Regions from separate parts of the Zea mays genome. Here region 1 is linked to region 2. A link is a contact called in public Hi-C data. All regions are on one chromosome and are shown on one strand. The core of a region is the stretch at or near the end of the contact, and the rest is flanking DNA. Distances in the headings are between cores, read along the strand shown.

Region 1 (5,736 bases), core at 1,299-3,798, 180 kb before region 2:
TAACCCATCAAGTTTTTTTTCTAGGATCCAAAATAGTTGCAAAGCAATATATATGGGATATGTTATCAAAGTGTTTTAGAAATTTTAACTCCATTGGAGCAACAACAGTGCAAAGAAGGGAATCAGATCTGTGCTTAGCAAATGACTCGACAATTAACCAAATGTAATCAATGACTAAGCATGATGTAGGATAGTAAACACCTGATAGAACATTTGTGGCTACATAAAAGGGCATCAAAAACTCTCTAAAATGTTTAACCATATACCAATCAGCTTCAGTTAGCACCAAATCAAGATCAAGAGCATTAGCATTCACAAAAATAGTTATAATTTTCTCATAACCTTGTAGTTTCTTAAGCATAAGATAGGTCGAATTCCATCTTATCTTCATATCAAGGCCAAATTTCATTTGTTTCATATTATTTGCCTTGCAATACTCACCGAATTTTGTAATCATTTGAGGGGTACTTGTTATGAAACGAACAGCAGCACGGACATTATCCAAATATTTGCTAACTACTGTTATGCCATCCTGAACAACCAAATTAATAATGTGGCACACACATCTTTGGTAGACAATATAACCATCTATGTATGAATGCAGGTGAGGGGATAGGGATTCAATTGTATTTGTATTTGAGGAAGCATTATCAAGAGTAATAGACAGAATCTTATTACTTATATCAAAATCATTAACCACCTCAAGAATATGCTTAGCAATTGCAGAACCAGTATGTGAATCATTCATCACTCTAAAACCTATAACACGCTTATGAAGACAATATGAATTATCCAAATAGTGTGCAACAACAGAAATGTGGCTAGTTTTTTGATGTGATGAAGTCCAAATATCTGAAGTTAAAGCAAATGAAAACTGAACTTTTTTAAAATTATCTTTAAGGGCAGCAAGATGTTTGCGATACTGCAACATTAAATCAGATTTTATAGTAGTTCTACTGATATATAGGTTGGTATTGTGGACAGAAAGCACGTTGAATCAGATTCTTAAAATTAGGGCTTTCACCCATCATAATAGGTAAATCTTCAGAAACAATGTATTTAATAATTTCTTCATGTGCTACTTGTGGATTGTAAACCCATGTACTTACAGTGCCATCCACAGCGAAGTTAAGTTGAGTTTGCACACCTGCACCAAGAGTTTGCCCTACCTTCTTCAAACAAGCTCTAAAATGTCGATTCAGATGTCCAGTGCCACCAGCAGAATCTGCACTCAACTCAGTTTTACAATAATGACATACAACAATATAACTTTTTATACCATTTTCAACAATCTCCCGCTTATCCATATGTTTCCAGCACTCTGCCCTGGAAACAGATGGTTTAGCAGCACTTTGCACTAGCACATCAGCTGGTAAGGAAGAACTTTCACTACAAACAGGTACACCTCCACCCCCATCTGCTGGTAAGGAAGAACTACCACTACAAACAGGTACACCTCCAGCACCATGTACTGGTAATGAGGCATTATCTATTGCACTACCATCATCAGATCTACCTTCCAAGGTTGGGGCGAGTGCGCAAGGACTGCTGGAACCATCTATCGTCCTACTAGCATAAGGTTTTCTAGTAGCTGTCCTCTTCCTCCCCATTGTAATTTGTAAGGTCAGACGCTCATGAACTAAGTAATCAGATTCAGTGGGGAATGAATCAAAACAACCGTATATAAAGAGCTCGACCTCCCAGGGCGGGGGGGCATGAATCATAGCCACAGATGTGAACGGACCAAGGAATTAACAATAATCTGACGAAGAGGATGTGAACAAACCTTGCTGGAGCTGTGAGTGGGCTGTGGGCCGGTTGAACTCGCGGTCGCGGTCGCATGGCACATCGTTTCCTGGGATCTGGGCATCCGACGGTCGCGGCTGGACTGTCGAGGAAGAGGAGGACGAGGGAAGGAGCGGCAGCGGCTGGCGGTGTTCCTAGTCGCAGAAGGGACCGAGGAGTTGCTCAGCCGAGGAACCGAGGAGGAGGAGGGAAGGAGCGACGGCGGGCTTGGCCGCTTGCGAATGCAGACTGGCGGAGTGGCGGACTGGCGGTGGCGTTCCTAGTCGCGGAAGAGAAGCCAAGGAGTCGCCGCCACAGGAAACGATGCGCTGAGAACCTAACCCTAAAGGCCTAAACCGAGACCGCCACCACAGGAACGAACGGCTGGGGCTGGAAATATATCGCGCGACACGAGACCGTCGTTCCCTAACCCTAACTCGTGCCGGGCTAGCCCGAGCACGGCCCATGATGCCGTGCCGGGCTATTTGGACCATCGGGCCACCAACCGGAGCACGGCCCAGCCCGTCTAACGTGTCGTGCTGGCTCGGTTTTTTCTATTTTGTACTGGGCCAGGCTGCATGCTATCTATTTCGTGTCAGGCTCGTACTAGTTCAGCGAGCACGACCCAAACTTGACTAGAAACCAACGGATGGAGCGTTTACAAACCTGCGGATATACTCACGATCACATAATTATACACATACATTTATTACGTGTACATGTGTTGGCACGTATACCAAGAAAGCCACGGTACAAACTATCACTCAAACCCGTAGGTTTTTATCCACGTGCCGCCGCACCGGCCAACCCCGCGCCCCTCGACCGTCTCCGTCGCCGCGCCACCCGCACCGGGACCCAGTATGGCCGCCTCCGGCGCATATCCGGGCACGGCGTTCAAGATACTCCTCTCCTGCCCCGACGGCCTCCCTCGCTCCCGCGTGCGTGTACCCTAAACTCTTCCCCCTCTTCCTCCTCCCCCTCGCCTCCGTCCCCATCCCGATTGCATGGTCCATTTGGTTGCACGGAACGGCGTCTCCTCCATCGGTCCGACCACCGCGCGGGCGGCAACACCGACTTTTGCATCGGTTTCCCCAGATCCTGGATGACAAGCTTAGCCCCAAGTGTTTGGATGTGCTGCTGCTGCCATCAACTGCCGTGATGTATTTCTTTAGCTCGTTCAGGAGTGTGTGGGGTGCTAATAACTGATGTTATATTTCTGTAGCGCGGCCAGAAACAGTACAACAGGCGCTCGTATATTAGGCCTGTGGGAGCTGTCTGGCCAGGCAAATTTGTCAGGTCTTGATCTAAATAGGCCCTCAAATATTATGAAGTACGGATCTTGTCATGCTAACTCTTGTGTTACCAATCCTTATAAAATTTCCTATACTAAAAAAAGTGAAGACTTAGGACAAATCTAGATGGACTTTTTTTTTCTTTGAATGGAGGAAGTACCAAGTGTGTTTTACACTCTTGCTTTACAACACAGCAACATTCTGATTGAGCTCATGTTATGAACTGAAGGTTTCGGTGAAGTTTGGTCGGTCATTCGACAGGATTCCCCATCCTGATGCAGCCTTGGAGGAATCTATAAGTGAGGTAATGTTGCCTACCAATATCATACGTCTATCTGACATATGCATGTGTCCATTGCCATTCTTCATGTTTGTTGACCTTTTAGGTGTGGGACCAAAGCCTTCAGCGGAACCCATATCTATACAGCGGTACAAAGTTTCGGGTATGTATTTTTAGCTCTACCTTGGTATGCTCGTTTTTTTCTGCTCCGTTGATACTTGAAGTCCTGAAGATGCTACAATTTACTGGTAAACACGTATTTAACTAAAGAAAACTGGAAGCTTCTTGCATGTTAAGTGATTTGGTGCATGCTTTATAGAAAGACAATCTCTCTGTATATGTATCTGTTCTACTGCATTCACCAGCAGGTAGTAGAATGTAAATACTGACAACAATCAAGAATTTCAGTATGGAGGAAATGCCTTGCACTACAAAGATGACTCAGATCATGATCTTGAGTACTGTGTCTCACTTCATTTGGGTCTCACAGACTACAGGTTGGTTTGACCATTTGTGTTCATTTCCAACAGACATTTAAACCAAAATTTTGGCAGCCTATAAGTTTCTTTGCGATATTTTGACTTAACACCTTGAATTAACAATCGTTTCTACTTGCACGAAATAGGACATTTGTGGGAACAAATCTCAATCCATTGTGGGAATTTTTTTTGGTTCCATCTGAAGGTAATTTGTAATCTTATAGCTTAGTTACAGTTGGTTGTGTGTATCAGAGCCTTTTTTTTTTATCTAATCTAAACTTTGTAGTCCTCTAGTTTCTTCCATTGCTTTAGCTTTCAGAAATTTAAATTGTTGATAAGTATATTCACGTCCATCTGTTTCGCCTTCCATTTTCTAGTAAGTTTGCTCTGGTACAGTGACTGTCTTAGTATTTTGTGCGCTAAGACAACATTATGTCAATCTTTGTAAAGAACTGTAAGAATGATCAGCCTTGACCAACACAATTCCTCTTTTGATAGATGATTCTGTACATTGCCAACACTTGTCAGATGCACTGGGAAATGGTGCTATAGTTGAAACATCTGACAAAAAGATTATTGTATTGCAAAGGAGCTACAATGTGGCGGACTATCCAGGATACTATGTTTTCCCTGGAGGACACTCGGAGGTAAATTCTTCAAGACTGCTTGACAATACGAGTGCAGATGATGAAAGCAAAGATCTGTGTAGATATTTGATGTACAACTTAGTTTTTTTAGAGCTAATTGAGAAATGTAGCACCAGGTGTAATATAGTTTCTCTTATGCTGCAAAATAAAGATGATAACAACATTACTGCAGGCTGCAGTACTGTGGGATCTAGTGGTTTCTTCTGCCAGTGAGCATGCTGAGATTTTCTTTTTGAGGTAGCATGTTTATTTGAAGTGACTTCTCAAGAAGGAAACTGTATGTTATAATTATGGACTAAGAAAAATGTATATTGAAATTTAACTGAAATTTATAAATCATTAATTGCTCACCGATTTATTGCTTAAAATTGTTTCTTCTCCCCTGTCAGTTACCATGCTGACTATGAAGCTATTTTTAGAAGAGGAATCAAAATTAAAACTTGGAAACATGGCTTCATTTTTGGAGGAAGTTGGAGCAGGGGAGGGTGTATGAGAATTTTTTTAGTTTTTAAGCCTGAAACAATCGGTTGTGTCAGATCTGTAAAATGCATGTCATATTATTGATCTTCATTTTGTTTATACCAGCCGCAAGAAATTGGAATCATGGGTCATCAAACTGATGAAGAAGACTTTGCTAGTCTCACTGAACGAGTTTCACAAGAAATGTTTGACGGAGTCATCCGTGAAGTGGTTGAGGAAACTGGAGTTCCTGCTAGCTCCCTAGTAAGTAGAGGTCTAAACAGTATGTCATGTAGTGTAGTATAGTGGTTTGCTACATGAACAGGATCCAATAGAAAAGAGTTTTTAGTTGTTTCTAATTTTCATTCAAGAAAGATTTGTTCACTTCACGACTTTCCTAGTATGTTCATTACCTATCAATATTTTATTCTGCAGACTGATCCTGTCTTCATTGGAGTTTCCCGCCGAGAAGTTAACGTTAGGCCGACTGCGTTCTTTTTTACAAAATGTAACATTGATTCCAGTGGCGTAAGCGAGCTTTATTCTAGAGCTCAAGATGGCTATGAATCTACTAAACTCTACACAGTATCCGTTGTGAGTTTTAGACACTCTAACAGCTCTCTGATCGTTAGCTTGCTTTTGGATGCTTCTAACCACTAAAGATGCTTTTGAATTACAGGAAGAGCTACAAGGAATGAGGCAGCGGATGCCTGGATGCCACAACGGTGGTATTGCTCTGTATGAGTTGATGAGGAATGCTGCAAAAAAAAGTGAAGATGTCATTGTATGTATAG
Region 2 (5,781 bases), core at 3,221-5,720:
ATCGCCGCTCGTCGACCAAAAGGTACCGACCGATTCCCATTCTACGTCATTTGGATTCAGCCTCAACCCGCCTAGCGACCTCGCTTTGGCGGACGCTCTCGTAGAGGCGAGTCCAAACCCTCTGGGGTTTCGCATGCGGTCGCCTTGGGACCGGTTGACGGACGTCTCGACCTACGGGCCCTCTGGGTCCGAGGAAGACGACGACCCCAGCATCTGTTGGGATTTCTCTGGACTTGGCAACCCCAGTGCCATGCGGGACTTCATGACCGCATGTGACTACTGCCTCTCCGACTGTTCCGACGGTAGCCGCAGCCTCGACGACGAGGACTGCGGCCCAAGCCGCGAATGTTTCCACGTCGAGCTAGGGGGTCCCTCCGAAGGCAATAATCTCGGCATGCCGGAGGACGGTGATCTCCCTAGGCCGGTGCCTCGCATTGACATCCCACGGGAGCTAGCTGTGGTCCCCGTTCAGGCGGGGGCTCATGACCCACAGCTCGAGCAAATCTGCGGGGTGCAGGCCAGGCTCGACGAGGGAGCAGGAGCGCTTGAGCCGATCCGCCGGGACGTCGGGCAGGCATGGGTGGGCCAACCCCCGGCCGGAGAAATGCGTCACCTGCCCCAGGGCTTCCAGCACCGCGTCGCAGACGACGTCTGGTTCAGGCCGCCACCCGCATCTAGTGGGGTCGGCCAGAACCTGGCTGCAGCAGCGATGCTTCTCCGCGCGATGCCGGAGCCATCAACCACCGAGGGCCGGCGAATCCAGGGGGAGCTCAAGAATCTCCTGGAAAGCGCCACGGTCCGACGGGCCGAGAGCTCTGCCTCCCGAAGGTAGGGATACCCCTCGGAACCTCATGCCGCGACTTCCCGATTCATGCGGGAAGCCTCGGTCTACACCGGGCGCACGCGCAACACCGCGCCTGCGGCCCCGGGCCGCCTCGGCAACGAGCACCATCATCGCGACCGTCGAGCCCACCTCGACGAGAGGGTGCGCCGAGGCTACCACCCCAGGCGTGGGGGACGCTACGACAGCGGGGAGGATCGAAGTCCCTCGCCCGAGCCGCCCGGTCCGCAGGCCTTCAGCCGGGCCATTCGACGGGCACCGTTCCCGACCCGGTTCCGACCCCCGACTACTATCGCAAAGTACTCGTGGGAGACGAGACCGGAACTGTGGCTCACGGACTACCGTCTGGCCTGCCAACTGGGTGGAACGGACGACGACAACCTCATCATCCGCAACCTCCCCCTGTTCCTCTCCGACACCGCTCGCGCCTGGTTGGAGCACCTGCCTTCGGGGCAGATCTCCAACTGGGATGACCTAGTCCAAGCTTTCGCCCGCAATTTCCAGGGCACGTACATGCGCCCCGGGAATTCCTGGGATCTCCGAAGCTGCCGACAGCAGCGGGGAGAGTCTCTCCGAGATTACATCCGGCGATTCTCGAAGCAGCGCACCGAGCTGCCCAACATCACCGACTCGGATGTCATCGACGCGTTCCTCGCCGGCACCACCTGCCGCGACCTGGTGAGCAAGTTGGGTCGCAAGACCCCCACCAGGGCGAGCGAGCTGATGGACATCGCCACCAAGTTCGCCTCCGGCCAGGAGGCGGTCGAGGCTATCTTCCGAAAGGACAAGCAGCCCCAGGGCCGCCCATCGGAAGATGCTCCCGAGGCGTCTACTCAGCGCGGCGCCAAGAAGAAAGGCAAGAAGAAGTCGCAAGCGAAACGCGACGCCGTCGACGCGGACCTTGTCGTCGCCGCCGAGTACAAGAACCCTCGGAAACCCCCCGGAGGTGCTAACCTCTTCGACAAGATGCTCAAGGAGCCGTGCCCCTATCATCAGGGGCCCGTCAAGCACACCCTTGAGGAGTGTGTCATGCTTCGGCGCCACTTCCACAGGGCCGGGCCACCCGCGGAGGGTGGCAGGGCCTGCGACGACGACAAGATGGGCCTTTTAAGTCCTTGATGGAGGCCTACTGCGATGAGGTTCGGCGCTTGGAAGACAAGTTCTACGGGCTCGAGCTGAACCATATCGCTCGGCGCTACAACGAGACTGCAGACGAGCTGGCTAAAATAGCCTCGGGGCGAACAACTGTTCCCCCGGACGTCTTCTCCCGGGATCTGCACCAACCTTCCGTCAAGATCGATGACACGCCCGAGCCTGAGGCGCCCTCGGCCCAGTCCGAGGTACCCTCGACCCCGCCCGAGGTATCCTCGGCACAGCCCGAGGCACCCTCAACTCGGCCCGAGGCGCCCTCGGTTCAGCCTGAGGTACCCTCGGCCCCCGAGGGTGAGGCACTGCGCATCGAGGAGGAGCGAAGCGGGGCCACGCCTGATCGAAACTGGCAGACCCCGTACCTGCAATATCTCCACCAAGGAGAGCTACCCCTCGACCGAGCCGAGGCTCGGCGGGTGGCGCGGCGCGCCAAGTCGTTCGTCTTGCTGGGCGATGAGAAGGAGCTCTACCACCGCAGCCCCTCGGGCATCCTCCAGCGATGCATCTCCGTCACCGAGGGTCAGGAACTCCTGCGAGAGATACACTCGGGGGCTTGCGGCCATCACGCAGCGCCTCGAGCCCTTGTCGGGAATGCTTTCCGACAAGGCTTCTACTGGCCAACGGCGGTGGCTGACGCCACTAGAATTGTCCGCACCTGCGAAGGGTGTCAATTCTATGCGAAGCAGACCCACCTGCCCGCTCAGGCTCTGCAGACGATACCCATCACCTGGCCCTTTGCTGTGTGGGGTCTCGACCTCGTCGGCCCTTTGCAGAAGGCGCCCGGGGGCTACACGCACCTGCTGGTCGCCATCGACAAATTCTCCAAGTGGATCGAGGTCCGACCTCTGAACAGCATCAGGTCCGAGCAGGCGGTGGCGTTCTTCACCAACATCATCCATCGCTTCGGGGTCCCGAACTCCATCATCACCGACAACGGCACCCAGTTCACCGGCAGAAAGTTCTTGGACTTCTGCGAGGATCACCACATCCGGGTGGACTGGGCCGCCGTGGCTCATCCCATGTCAAATGGGCAAGTAGAGCTCTTAGAGAATATTCTGGGCTGGGGCACGCGGCGACACTCACTCGTCGGCCCAAGGGACCCCCGGTCTCGAAACGCCGACAAGATTATTGTGCAATAGCCAGAGACATCTATATGGTTCTATATGTCCATGAATTGTGTGTTTAATGCGTGTGGCTCACAGAAAATAAAATGGCATAGGTTCAGTGGAAGATGTTGTGGGTCTTTAAAATCGGCAATCATACCGTGTGTTTATATGGAGTCAGTGTCTTGAGTTATAAGTCGTCAAGATTGTTACATCATGTATAGACCGTGAGGAGCCACCAAGCCCAATAAAACAGGAAACCGTAAACATATAGTAACACCCCGTTAGCTGAACGAGGACGAGCTACAGAGTGCTCTATAAAAACAGGGATTGAGTTCTTTTTCAACTCATATCTTTCTCGGTCTTATGGCTAAAATAAAGTGTAGTATTTATTCGTATCAATTTAATATCTGGTGTATAGACAATATTCTCACTTTGATATTAAATTTATCTATTATTGGTATTTTTTGGAAGGATTTATATGACTGGTTTACTTCGCTCAACCATTGATTGTATTACGGGTATAGCCTCGTCGTTTCCAACCAATATCATGAAATATGATTATGTACCGTCACAACGCACATGTGTTAGGGGGTGTTTGGTTAGAGGGACTAAAGATTAGTCTCTAGTTTTTAGTCTCATTTAGTCCCTTTTTTGCCAAACACTAGGACTAAAATATAGACTAAAATGATTTAGTCTTTAGTCCTTCACATATGTGCTAAAAGGGACTAAACCATATTAATTCCACATTTACCCCTTATTTAGTTCAATTGTACTAATAGCAGGAGAATGTTAAAGGCAACTTTAGTCTTCTTATGAGTCATTTAATATATTCTTACTATTTTTAGCCCCTACAACTAAACATGTTAGGGACTAAACTTTAGTCCCCTAACTAAACTTTAGGCCCAAACAATTTTATGTTCATGTTGATTTTAGACGGTTTTTTACCAAAACGATTTTTATAGAAACGGACTGAAAAGCTAGGACGTTTAGCAGTCCGCAACAATTTTTTGTGGCCAGAAGCTGAACAAAGCCCAAACAAGCAGGGCCATAATTCGCCCATCCAAAATATTTTTAGAAAAATATTGGAAGCTGTTGGAGTGATACCATTTTATTTAGGATTTAAAGTTTTAGGGAACTCCTAATTTTTAGGTACTAGGAGAAATATTTTTGAAAAATGCATTACTAGGAGAAAAAAAAGCTTTGCCGGCTGCGCACTAGACGCGAACTTCTAGCCTAGCCTGGAGCCGAACTCCTCTCCTAACCGATTTCGGGACGTCGGATTGTGATCTGACGGCCGCGTGCTTTATAAAATAATATTGTGATCTCCTGGGAGAAAGAAGCCCTAACCCACCTCCTCGTCCTCCCGCCGCCGGCGCTTTCCGATTTTGTGCACTCCAACCTTCACGTGTCTCCGCCGCCCGTCCAAAGCAGGAAGGAGCTCCGCCCCGGACCGATCGAGAAGCGAGCGACAAATAAGGGTTCCTCGGGCCGCCGACTGACCACCTGACGCCTCCAGCTCTATCATCGTCCCTCCAACGACCCGCGCAGCAAAGCAGCCGGTCCTCCCGCCGCCGCCGCCGACATGGGCGGGGGCCGCGCGCAGGTGAACAAGGCCCACAAGAGCCGCTTCGCGTCCAAGGCTTCCCGCCACACGCACAAGATCGGTGTGTACAGCCTCTCTCGTCGCCGTTTCCTCTCCACCTTCCGCGGCTCATGTCTCATCTCACTGTCTGCGTCTCCTTCCAGACAAGGTCAGGAGCGGGAAGTCAGAAACCAGCCACCGCGCCGCTGTAAAGGGGGCCCGCGCCGCCCGCATCCAGCAGAGCAAGGCGGTCAGTCTCCAATGCGCACCGTGCACACCTTTTTGTCAATTTTTTTTTGGTTCTGTATGTAGCAGAGGTTATTGGAGGTCGCCAATTCTGTGGTTCGTGCGATTGTTTTTAGTTCGTAAGATGATTAGTCTGAGGTGTGCTGCAACATAAACTGCATGTTGCATAGGATAGGATTGGTCTGCTCTTAGATTGGGCGGGGTGTTTTTAGCTTGCTTTGAGCTTACTCTACAGTTATTGGGAGGTTGCAGCTTTTGGGGAGGGTGCCATGCAACTTATAGTGCGGTTTTCTCATCCGATCATCTAGTTTTTAACCTGCCGTGTGAAACATCTTCCTGTGGGGTGCAGATCCGTGATAAAAAACGTGCTGCTTTGCTGAAGGAGAAGCGCTCGTCAACTGGACCTTCAAGCGCACCGCGCGTCATTGTTAGTATTCTTAGCTTTTGCTTCTGGATCCTACCTGATTACTCGTTGTTTGTTGTGATCATACAATTGGTATTTTCTTAAGTCGATTTACAACTATTTATTGCAGGTTCTCGTTGGCCTTTCTTCATCAGCAAATGTCGGATCACTTGCCAAGGATCTTTTGGCATTTGCAGAAGGAGATGATCGGAAACTGAAATTATCTACCATTGCTTCTCCTACTTATAAGCTTCGAACCACAGTAAGTTCAAAATGAATATTGTTCTGATGTTATGAGTGCAACCATTACCACCATTAGTTCAAAATGAGGCTAGTGTTGGCTGTTGAGATTTTTTGGTGTCATAATGCCTCGTTGCATATGTATTCATCACTATATGTTTGTCTACTACTGACCCTTCTCAGTACATGTTTAAAGCTGGGTTATACATTGTAC

Evidence for each region. Hi-C and Micro-C count contacts between places; a contact is called where the count stands out from the background.
Region 1: a contact with region 2 is called in a Hi-C map of leaf, with 4 times the contacts expected there. The contact joins the promoter of LOC100282909 here to the promoter of LOC100216810 in region 2. A contact is called at or near these places in 5 of 25 Hi-C or Micro-C datasets (ear, leaf and tassel).

Annotation. Positions count from the first base shown.
Region 1 is chr6:41,029,881-41,035,616 of Zm-B73-REFERENCE-NAM-5.0, reverse strand. It overlaps LOC100282909 (nudix type motif 22), which reads left to right and starts at 2,548. Exons shown (of 10, transcript NM_001155815.2): 1 at 2,548-2,723; 2 at 3,307-3,381; 3 at 3,464-3,520; 4 at 3,766-3,854; 5 at 3,983-4,041; 6 at 4,335-4,483; 7 at 5,069-5,206; 8 at 5,378-5,536; 9 at 5,622-5,726. The coding sequence starts at 2,646.
Region 2 is chr6:40,849,394-40,855,174 of Zm-B73-REFERENCE-NAM-5.0, reverse strand. It overlaps LOC100216810 (P-loop containing nucleoside triphosphate hydrolase superfamily protein), which reads left to right and starts at 4,470. Exons shown (of 21, transcript NM_001359502.1): 1 at 4,470-4,760; 2 at 4,843-4,928; 3 at 5,274-5,351; 4 at 5,458-5,589. The coding sequence starts at 4,679.